3 separate regions of the Sus scrofa genome follow, and all the other regions are linked to region 3. Evidence: chromatin contacts called from public HiChIP or PLAC-seq data. All regions are on one chromosome and are shown on one strand. Each heading gives the region's core, a stretch centred on a gene start, on an enhancer-like site or on the middle of the called end of the contact. The rest is flanking DNA. Distances are from core to core; before and after follow the strand shown.

The links. HiChIP or PLAC-seq counts read pairs in DNA pulled down with a chosen protein or histone mark.
Region 1: an H3K27ac HiChIP or PLAC-seq map of alveolar macrophages shows a contact between it and region 3. The contact joins two enhancer-like sites. A contact is called at or near these places in 2 of 47 Hi-C or Micro-C datasets (liver and skeletal muscle) and 1 of 2 datasets of contacts at active chromatin or transcription factors (alveolar macrophages).
Region 2: a contact with region 3 is called in an H3K27ac HiChIP or PLAC-seq map of alveolar macrophages. The contact joins two enhancer-like sites. A contact is called at or near these places in 3 of 47 Hi-C or Micro-C datasets (embryonic fibroblasts, epiblast stem cells and liver) and 1 of 2 datasets of contacts at active chromatin or transcription factors (alveolar macrophages).

Annotation. Positions count from the first base shown.
Region 1 is chr18:30,167,423-30,171,323 of Sscrofa11.1, reverse strand. TFEC (transcription factor EC) reads right to left here. Exons shown (of 22, transcript XM_013990837.2): 9 at 3,276-3,423; 10 at 1-2,318. The coding sequence ends at 1,938. Among named protein-coding and RNA genes, the nearest start is that of TFEC, 190 kb to the right of the region's middle. Within about 2 kb of position 2,088, at least 1 of the 83 cell types and tissues checked has an H3K27ac peak or open chromatin away from gene starts, as enhancers often do. A contact at or near this core is called in alveolar macrophages, where this site is marked.
Region 2 is chr18:30,205,396-30,209,013 of Sscrofa11.1, reverse strand. All of the region lies in intron 13 of TFEC (transcription factor EC), which reads right to left. Among named protein-coding and RNA genes, the nearest start is that of TFEC, 230 kb to the right of the region's middle. Within about 2 kb of position 2,138, at least 1 of the 83 cell types and tissues checked has an H3K27ac peak or open chromatin away from gene starts, as enhancers often do. A contact at or near this core is called in alveolar macrophages, where this site is marked.
Region 3 is chr18:30,016,683-30,020,628 of Sscrofa11.1, reverse strand. All of the region lies in intron 1 of TFEC (transcription factor EC), which reads right to left. Among named protein-coding and RNA genes, the nearest start is that of TFEC, 38 kb to the right of the region's middle. Within about 2 kb of position 1,863, at least 4 of the 83 cell types and tissues checked have an H3K27ac peak or open chromatin away from gene starts, as enhancers often do. A contact at or near this core is called in alveolar macrophages, where this site is marked.

The sequences.
Region 1 (3,901 bases), core at 839-3,338, 150 kb before region 3:
TTAGTCTTATTTCTGCAAAAATATTCTGGGCATCCATCAATTTTTCCAAGCATCTCTCTTGATCCTTAGATGTTAAAATAATTTGCTTGTGAATTTATATTTTTTAATCCCAAAGTTAATATTCATGAAAGATTTTATCTCAATTACATTAGTAATATAAAGTAGCATTTTAATTTTTAGGCTTCTCCCTTCTAGAAAATAAAGTCTATTTCTATTATGTCATTTTATCTTAGTTTTCAAAGGCTTCCACAACTTGCTACTAATATTTTCCACGGTTCCCAACAGGCATCTTCTAGTGTAGACAGATCTTTCTACTGTTATGTCTCACGAAGGCACTTCCCAACTTATTCTCACTTTTATCATTTGGTTGATATTCCCCTATTCAGCCTCCCCTTCACCAAATGTATACTTTTAAAAGAAGTTAGATTCTGCTGTACCCACATGCTTTTGTGATTCTTAAACCTTCATTCATTTTTATTTTCTCTGACCTTCTGTATTTGCAGTTTATGCTGTACAATGTAGACTTTAATTTTAAATGTCTTCTACATTTTGCTGTGGTTTCCAATGCAGTACTGTTAACTCCCTGAGGAGTAAGACCATATCTTTCTCATCTGTTCTACATTTTCACAGAATTCATTGCAGTTTTGAGTATGCCTCCATAAATACTCATTGATCAGATGGTCATTCAGGCAGGTCCGGCACAGAGCAACATGCTTGCTAAGTCAATTCCCAGTGCTTCAAAGAAGCTCAAGAGAAGAAAATTTGAGTGAAGGCCTATAGATATACATATTCTTAATAAATGCTAATAAAGCTAACAAAGATTGTATTCTAAGCACTTATAGGAATACAACTTTACCCTCCACTCAGAACTGAATACAATAAGCAAGATTTTCTGTTTTACCAATTATTTTATCAGTTGGCAACCCAATTTTCAATTTTGTCAATTTGTAGCAAAACTGTATGAACTAATTATTTTACATTCAATTTTGGAAATAATGCTGTTTTTTTTTTTAACAAATTGACAACTTGTCTTAGTAGGGGGACTTTTGATATTTTATTTGCTGAAACTAATTATCCAATATCTCATCTTGATGAAGAAAAAAGGATTTGGAATGTGATTTTAGATGCTACTTAGAAAAGCAGAAAACTGAAATAAAAAGAACACATACTATCAGCATTGTATACCTGTGGGGAAGGAAATATGTTTATGTGAAGTGATAAAATTCTAGGGAATATTCTTGAGGAAAATATTCAATGTGTTCCTTTTCTGAACTGAGCATGTCTCCACAGATATGCAAAGATGCTTTTAAAATTAGTGCAATTGAACTGACGAAAGGAATTTAGGTCTAATTTTAGAATCCAAAGTTTTTAGATTTTCTGTATTTTATTGTGGAAAATTTTAATTTCTATTATAGATTCACTTTTCAATTGCAAGTTACAGATAATCTATCTTTTAATTATTTCCCCTATAAGGCTTGAACTTTAGACAACATGTCCAAAAGACAATGGAGAAGGGTGATGAACTGCCCGATCTGTTGATCTTGATTCTTGAAAATTAATGTTGTCAGACTTGAATAGGAAGGAGATGGAAGTAAGAAAAAAAATTTATATTTCAGAAGATTTATTCTCTGCAGTCTGTTAGTTCCAATAGCACATCACAAAGTCACTACTTTAAAACATCAGTAGAGAGCTATTTTTTACGTTGTGTCTCTTTCCAGGAAAACAAAATTGAAGTAGATTTGGACTCAGTAGTCAAAGAGGAAAAAAATCTTTTTTAGCTCTCAATACCATGTTTCTTCTTCCTGTTAATTCTGTTGTTTCTAATCAGTTTTTCATGAACAATATATTCCTTTCAGTAGTATGTGAAACAAAGAACTTAAATGCATAGCACCAGCATAGAACTTCTTTCCAGTTGATGAATTGAGCCTGTTTATTTTTTATAATTCATCACCATCATCTGAACTAAAACTACTTCTCCTACTGCTCTCTTTGGAAACTGCGGGGGAAGTGGCAGATAGCAGAGGATCTGTTCCAAACGGAGATATTGTGTCATCCAGTAGCATATCATCCAATCGTTGTTCCTCTTTCAAAGCTGCACTAAATGATAAGTCTGTGAAGTGTGACAAAGGATCAGAGAAGGCCATAGCTTGATCACAGAGCTCAGGGCTTGTCCCCTGAGACAGAGTCAATTGTTGGCAACAGTCTACTGAATTTTGCTCAAGATGGCTCTGTTGTTTGGTGACATGAGCACCTAAATCAACTGTGCCAAGTGAAGCCAGGATTGGCAGACCATGAGCACGAGCCTGTAATTCTAGTTCCTGCAATTTCAAACAAGAATAATTAATAATTTTGAAAGTGAACTCAACTCTAGAGAATAAGCCATAAATAGATCTAAAATGTTAATAAGCACTCAAAATAAAAAGTAATTCACACCATATTCTTTGAAAACAACAGAGGAGGGTATATTTCTAATGCCTAAAAAATAACCCTGAGGAAAATATTCAGCATTTTAAAAAATTCTTCTCCTATTATTCTTTTTTTTAATAGTTATTTCCCCAATACATTTTTTTTCTACTGTACAGCATGGTGACCCAGTTACACATACATGTACACATACATTCTATTTTCGCATATAATGGTCCCATAGTGGCTCAGACTGCAATAGAACTATTTGGAGATAGTAGAAGTCTTCCATTCATTCTTCCTGATTAATTTCTCACTGTAGAACCATTTCATGGAAACAGAAATGTTTTACCTAGCAATAAGCTTGCATACATATTAAAGAGAAAAACTCTTCCTCAAGAGTTAGGAAAATCTATATTTTGAGATTCTGTGTCATTTGAACAGATGAGGAGTGACTTATAAACTGGCACTATATGCCTTGACGCAATGAAATCCATCGCAATGCTACTAAAGAAGTAAAAGAGGGAAAGGAAAATTTAGTGCCCAATATTATCTAGAGAAACAAAGGTTCTGCTTATTATTATTTTGAGGATGGTATAATGTTGTGTGTGTTTATAAAATTGTTTCTATTTTCTGCATTTTGCAGTTATTGTTATCTGTTACATATTTTTAAATCAATTTTGATCCTAGATTTCTATTCAATACATAATTGAATCACCTTAATTCATGAACTTCTAAAAGGCAGTAAAATTACCCTTAGGAAGGAAAAATAATTGTTAGTAACAAAAAATAAATGAGACCAATGAATAAAACCGATGCTGGGTAAGTCATAGGCTAAGCTACATGGTTCATGGCAATGTTCTTATAAAAACCTGAATCCGGAGTAGAAGCCGCCTGTTAGCCTGCTCTAATTTCTTCTGCCTGTGTTCTAATTCTCGAGCTCTCTGTTGTTCTTTTTGTAGCCACTTGATGTACTCCACTGATGCTTTTAGAATGGTTCCTTTGTTCCAGCGCATATCACTGTAGAACGGAGAGATAACCTTTTCACAATTGTGCATGTCAGCAGAATTCATAAGAACTTACAAAATCTTTTACATTAATATGAAATAATGATTTACATGACTATTATTCACTCTTAGATATTATTGCTTCTGAATAGAAATTTTAATAGAATAGTTAAGAAGCCCTTATATAGTAAAATTAATCCCAGAATGAAAATAAGTGTCAAAAGAAAGTAATAAAGTGACTTTTTGTGGGAGAGCTAAATGCAATATCATGATTCTACCATTACAGTTTTTATATTTTTAGTGAAAATTGCTTTTATTATTAACTCCAAGATTAAAATCTATGTGTGGTATTTCTGCATTAATGAACTAGGAAATGTACATTACTGAGGACTTAAGCCTAAATTTTTAAAGATCATTTCAAATATACCAATCTTTTAACCTACTTTCTAATAAGGTTGCTTTTATGCTTCTAAGAAAAAAAAAATAAGGTC
Region 2 (3,618 bases), core at 889-3,388, 190 kb before region 3:
ATGATACAGAAACATTACGTCTTTATAGCTTGAATCCCTCTACCCTCTTTCTGTGTTATTACTAATATACATTTTAGATTTATGTATATTATGAACACAAGAAATATAATATATATTACTTTATATAATTTTTATCTATTAAAAACTTGAGAGAGGAAATAAATGCAATATATAGTTGCAGAGTCTTTTATGTTAGCTTTCTGGTTCTCTTCATTTGTTCCTGTGGATTCAAGTTACTATTTGGTATCATTTTCTTAATCCAATACAGCTTTGTTCCATATGTTTTAGGCTCACCGATAAAATTATATAAATATTATTTTATGTAGTTTTTAAGTCAATTAAAAGAAGAAATAATATATGCATTTATAATATCATTTTAAATTACCTATTTACCTTTACCGATGATCTTTTTTGTGTGTGGATCTAATTTATTATTAAATGAGAAATTACCACAGTATATGGAAGAGTCCAGTTTGTATTTGTGAATAAGATAATTTGGAATAAAAAGTAACAAAATGTCAATCACTGTGATTATGATTTATATCAATTTGAAAGTCTTTTATTCATATTTGTTCATACATTAATGTGTTCTAATTTCTATAAAATGAGTATGCTACTTTATAATAAGTGAGTGTGCTTTAAAACCCTAGATTCTAAAATGGCACATTCTTATTTTTAAGTTTTTCAGTTACAAGTTCTTTTAGGCCTTTTAAATTTTCTTTGAGTATCTCATTCCACTCACTTAACTTCAAGAATATTGGTGAAAGGTGCAATGTCTCTGGACCATAGTGGAATATGCTTGAACAATACAAAAATCTCATTTATAATCATCCTGGGCAAAGAATTTACTTTTCTCAATGAAAATTGTTGCAGTTTGTCAAGAAGAAAAATTTCCCTGAAGAAGATAAAAATGGGAAAGCAACTTAAAATGGAATAAGTCAGTCTCTCAAATAAGCAACATTTTGGAAAATTTTGCATCTTATTCTTGTATTTTTAGTCATAAATAAGGTTTATTTGTAGAAGACAAAATCAAAGCATGTCATACAGTTGAGCTGGCATTCTCATGGATAAATGCGTAAGATGATGCTAAGGAAACTGACACAAAACACTTGATTGTGCCAACTTAGAAGTTCCCTCATTTCTCCTAGGAATAAATAAATGGAAGAGAACATTGCACCCTAATGGGGGATAGAAGTATTTTCATATAATTTAATCTAATTTAATTTTTTTTTTTTTGTCCTTTTGCCTTTTCTAGGGCCGCTCCCACATATGGAGGTTCCCAGGCTAGGGGTCCAATCAGAGCTGTAGCTGCCGGCCACAGCCACAGCCACAGCAATGCAGGATCTGAGCCACGTCTGCAACCTACATCACAGCTCACAGCAATGCTGGATCCATAACCCACTAAGCAAGGCCAGGGATCGAACCCTCAACCTCATGGTTCCTAGATGGATTCGTTAACCACTGAGCCACGATGGGAACACCCTAATTTAATTTTTTAAGCAACACATTAGACTTTTATCTTTCATTCAGATTTCTTTTTTTGAAGTTCCAATACATTTTATTTTGTATTGTTTTAAGGTATGCCACAGTGCTTTTAAATAGGGCTTATTTGTGGATGAACTTCTTTCAATTCATCATATTTTCATTCATTTCTTAAATATATTACCACAGATACGTTTCAGTGAAGATAGGTTAATAAAAATTAACCTCCTTAATTATATTTCTTTTCTTTTTTGGTAGTTTTAATATGCAGAATGAGTTAAATAATACTGAAAACTGATACTTAAGACCTCAAAATGACAGCACTGTCCACTAGAGGCCACATACAGCTTAGGAAAAATGAGGAGAACCATTTAAGATGATTGAAGTGTATATACCCAATTATGGGCTTTATTTTTATGAAAAAGGACCTTTGTAGAAGAAAACTAGAATCTCTCATTAGATGGCAGGGAAAATTAGACAACTTTAAAAAGTCAATGAGTGAACGTTAAACATTTTGCTTTCCAAAATATTAATTTCATAGGCGGCAATAACTTCATTGCTCCCTGATTATTGGCAAAGTCAAGACATGCATGTTCTCCTTTTGAACACTGTATTAATGAAATTGAAGGTTGTGTGCTTTACGTAATGTATGTTCTGCAACATTTTGAAAGCTTAGCTGGGAATCCCTGTGGTGCTGACTGAAGGAAAAAAGGAAGCAAAGTCTTCTCCAGTTTTTAAAAACCAGAAGTATTTTTCAGAAGTCATGTATGAAATAAACTGCTTATGAGAAAATGACTGTAATGCTGCCTCAGTTTTCAGTGATAGAGGGATCTGTTTAAAACACTCTGACATAAAAAATAAATCAGCTTTAACTTCAATTATTAAGTGCTAAAGTAGCATTCTTTGATAGAAAGGGGTGGGTTTCTGGCATTGCAATGATAAATATGTATGAAAAGAGTTATGTCACCATGGAAACCAAAACCTTGCCGTATTTTTTTAGACAAGGCAAATAGTATAATAGAAACTAGGGATCTCTAAAGACATTGTTGAAGACCAATCACTATTAGCTATGTTTTTATATTCTTAAGTTTTAATATTTCTTAGTTTTTAGTATTCATTTAAAGTTCTGAGGAAAACTTTGGGATTTTTATCAAGTCAATTTTGAAATTTCAAGCATTTTAATGACTATTTCTAAATAAGCATTTGCAATTGTCGGCATAGTTGCATTATTAACTAATGTGATTTACAAACTTTGAACGTCCTTCTGAAGAAATCAAATGTGTATTTCTTTAGGATAACATGGCCTCTCATATAGACATGTAGGCAGTTAGCTTTTATATTTCTTCTTCAGCTTTTGCTTCCTATAAGTGATTCCTGGATTAGAAGTGATGAAGGTTAATATCTGAATCCAATGATGTTTTTCCTGTGACAAATTTTATAAGTACTTTCTGGAGTTTCTGATAGAGTGTCCCTGGCTTTTTAGTCGGGACTACTTCCTGCTAGGAGCCAATACATTTCATATTCCCTCTTTCCCTAAAAGTACAGAGTTCAATTATTTTTAATGACTTAATTTTAAGTATAATTTTAAATGAAGGGTATGGTAGGCAAGCCAGATATACCTTCCAACGTAAGAGGCAATATTTTCAACAGAAAAGAGTACTGATATCCAAATGTCTAAACCTAGTTCTATTATTTAAAGAGCAGTTTGGCCTGGAAAAACTATCTCATCTCTCAGAGCCTTCATTTCTATGTTTCTAAAATGGGACTTATTATTTATCCATATGATCAGGATTATTTTGAGAATCATTGTTTACTTTAAAAATCTTTTTAAAATTGTGAATTATATTTCGAATATAAGGTGAAATTAGGTTTTATGGCAGATTAAAAACTCACCCAGGCAAATCTTGTATAATACTACTATATGATAACCTAAGTTAAGTTTATAGCTCATAAGGTACATCTAGACTGTGCTTATGCTATGCCAAAATATCTGGTTCACAATGGGACCGAATAAAACCAACAAGCTTTTGCACAGCAAAGGAAACCAAAAAGAAAACAAAAAGACAACTTACAGAATGGGAGAAAGTAATTTAAAAAGAGGCAACTAACAAGGGCTTAATCTCTAAAATATACAAA
Region 3 (3,946 bases), core at 614-3,113:
GGTTCCTAAAAGTTAAACTTAGAATTACCATATGACTAAGCAATCTACTTCTAGGTAAATACTCAAGAGAATTGAAAACAGGTGTTCAAACAAAAATTTGAACATGAATGTTAATAGCAGCATTGTACATATTAGCCAAAAAGTGGAAACAATTTAAATGCCCAACAATGGATGAATGAATAAGGAAAGTGTGTTTTATACATACAATGAAATATTATTCAGTCATAAAAGGGAAAGAAGTACTGATACATGTTACAACATGGATGGACTTTGAAAATATTGTGAAAGATGCCAGACACTCAAAACACAAATATTGCTTGATTCCTTTTATATGAAATGTGCAGAAGAGGCAAATCCAAGAGAAAATGCAGATTAGTAGTTGTCAGGGGCTAGAGCAAAGGAAAAATGGGGAGTGCCTGCTTAATGGTATGGAGTTTCTTTTAAGGGTAACCAAAATGTTTTGAAATTAGATACTGGCGATGGTTATACATTATCGTGAATGTATTGTAAGTCACTGAACTGTACATTTCAAAATGGTTAAAATGATGAATTTTACTTGAAGAGGATTTTCTAAAAACATGAAATTACTGTTTGAAAATATAGGAACATAAACGTTATTACTTTGTTATCAAGAAACTATGTGTTACAGACTACCTTAATTCAGGGGTCAGGGTTCCAAATAATTAATATTATGTGATGATTATCTCTGTCAGAGATAAAAAAGGGAAATGAGGTAAAAGAAATGAGTCTGAGATTTGCTTAAGCCAGGACTCAGATTTCTTTGATTCTTGGCTAAAAGCCCTGATTGGCCCAAAAGGTCAAATGGAAAGGAAAAAAAGCATTCAAGAATAAATCAGTAAAATAAAAAATTCATTAAAATTTAGCTATTGGGTAGAAAGGAAATAACCTTCCTTTCTTCTACTAAAGAGAAAATTGACAACTTAATTTTCAGAACAGGTAATAGATATATGGCTGTAGCAGGTGCCCAGAATTTTTTCTCTACAGGGAAATGCTGGAAATAAATTTGAGGAGCCTTCAGACTTACTGAAGCCACTGAAGTTGTAATTGTTGTTACAATTGCAAGGGCTTATTAAAGATCATCAGGAAGCTTGGCATTAAAGAAGTTTTGGATAGATAAGACCCCTGTTTGCACTTTAAGCCTTTACTGTTAATTACATGTTACTGTGACTAATCACTTCAAAAGTGACTTTTATGAACTGTGTTATTATTTAATTTAATAATAACTTTGAATAAAGTCACAGGTTAACCAAAGTTCATTGGTAAGTTAAATGTGTAGAACTCAGAAAGCATTTTCCCACAGAAGAATATTAGCCATGGTGGTTAGACTCTATGTCCACAGGATACAAAGAAATGGGTAATCCATAAACATCTGCACAAATAGTACTAAAGAGCACAGCACACGTGTAAAAAGAGTTCTATGGGAACATTTATTCAGCATTTTGGGACCAAGACCACCTCCTTCTTCCACTGCATTACTGATGCTCATTCATTCATTCATCACTCCATTTGACGAGCATTGGCAGTTCCTGCTATATGCTGGACCCTTTGACAAGTTGTCTCCCTTTCCATCTGCCAGATAGCAGACTTTCTTCAACTTGGAGTAAGTGTCTCATGTCTTAGCTTATAAATTCCATTGTGGTGGGGTCCATATAGGGACAAAGATGACTCTAGGGCAAGTGGCTATAATGAGGGTTGGGACCCAGTAAAAACAAGGTGATGGCATAGGAACCAACCATCAGCCAAGACTCCTTTGCCTCTTTCCCCATTCACAACACCATAGCCAACACTAGCTTTACAGTAGGAAACCCTAAGAGATTATACAAATAAATGTCAGTAAGATAAACGATGATACTTCCTGCTTCACTTCCCCTGGGTAGTGATCAGGAGTAAGAAATGCCAGCAATAGTGTTAAAGCCTAACAGTTATTTTTTGTTCCCATCTCCCTTACCTTACCTGAGAACAGACACAAAAGGATAAAGGAAAAAGAGAAACATTATGGATACATACCCATAGGTTTGAATTTTGTATATCAAGAATTGTACAAAACAAAAACGTGGGTTTTCTTGTCGCTGTTGAACTCCTTTCATTAAGGAAACACAAGTTAGCAACTAACAAAGATCACCACCTAGTGGCCCCAAAAGGATAACTGCACATGAACAAAGTGCATTGAAATTCAAAAATATTGGGATTTGTTACAAAAATGTATCATAACCTTAAAGCTTCTCCTTTTGTCCTCTGGATTCCAACCTCCCATTTTCCTTTCATTCTGGCCTTGGTCCCTCCTAGTATATAATTCTAAATTGTCTCTAAAGCATTTTATTTACAGTTATCTTTAATCTTTACAATTAGTTGTCTACTTTGTCACATTTTGAGTTCTTCTTTTATTAAATGCCATAAGTCTCTATGAGTCACTTGAAGTCAGATTCTTCAAAAATCACAATTGTCAGACCACTTCCCTACTAAAAGCTTGAGTGCTGAAGTAGATCCTGTTGTGATTTTAACAAGCCAACAAGCCAGGTCTAACCCACATAATCCCATACTGCATTTAGCAAATGTATCCACTGCCCCTTAGGCTACTTTCTTTACTGTTGCTTCGCTATTTCCAAATCTCAGACTCAACAATGCTTTTACCCCATGTGAGTACTCAGATCCAATCAAACTCCACCCGTTCCATTAGTTTTCATTTACTACCTCTGCCAAAATCACTTCTTTCTTCTCTAACTTCCTGCATTCATGGTTATTACTACTAAATTTACTATTTAATTATTTTCTAATTGCCTTATTGTATTATAGCTGTGAAGAAAGTTCCATGGCTTAAATACATCTGTATCTCCCACGAATCTCAGTGTGGTACTAAACAAAGCATAGAGTGTAATAAATAGATATTTATTTAGAAAAGGACAGAGAAGAACCCCTATAATTAAAGTGTTTTTAGTGGTCTGGGGCCTGGGGGGAACAGAAGAGGAGGGAAAGTCGAGTGGGGAAAGATTGCTGGAATTATACCCTATGAATTAAAAAACGTTATTCTAACATTTCTCATGTAAAATAGCAATGACAAATTAAACAGAAAAGTACCCTCAAAATACCAGTGTACATTTGAACATATTTCAAAATATGCAGTACAATTTAATCATAAAATTTTGGAGTAGAATATAGTTGCTTTGGGTGGGGACAGTGAGAGAAGCTCACTTCACAGACAAAAAGAAGAGAAACACAAGAGGAAAAAGAAATTGTAATTAAAAAGGTAATGAAATGTTAACTTGCATTCTAAGGTGAGACAAAATTTTAATTCTTAGGCAGCAGCAGAAAATCTGCTCCAGGAATATGAATTACAGATAGATTAGGCAGCTGCACACTTGAAAATAACAGGACCAGGCAAAAGTTCGCTGCACTTAAACTCTGGCATACAACTCAACCAGCTTCGAATGTGAACAGAAATATTTTACCCCAAAAATGTGAATAATAAAACAAATAAAATATTAAATAATCTACTCAAATGAAGAAGTCTGCAGAATAAGTAATGTGAACTTGAAAAATCTCATTAAGTGACACCAGAATTCTATTTCTAGTGCAACTGCAAGTAGTTTTATAACTAGGCCTCCAGTAAAATAATTAGACTATTTTAAGGGGTAGCAGCTGATTCTATCTTGAGGAGAGAGAGAGAAAAAATGCTTTTTCTATGTAAATTTGGATACTCCCCACCCCCCAATTCCTCAAACTGACATTTTCAAAGAGATCAAAGGACAATTACTTATATGAGTATACACAGTGTTATTTCACCACAAAAGAACCATATATATGCAAGGCCTTGTACAAGACAGTGTAGCATAGCAGGGAAATATAAATGAATATAAATCCCAGAGATCCTGTCCTCAAGTACCTTACTGGGGCAAGAAGGCCTATACAATTTAAAATTTAACAGATC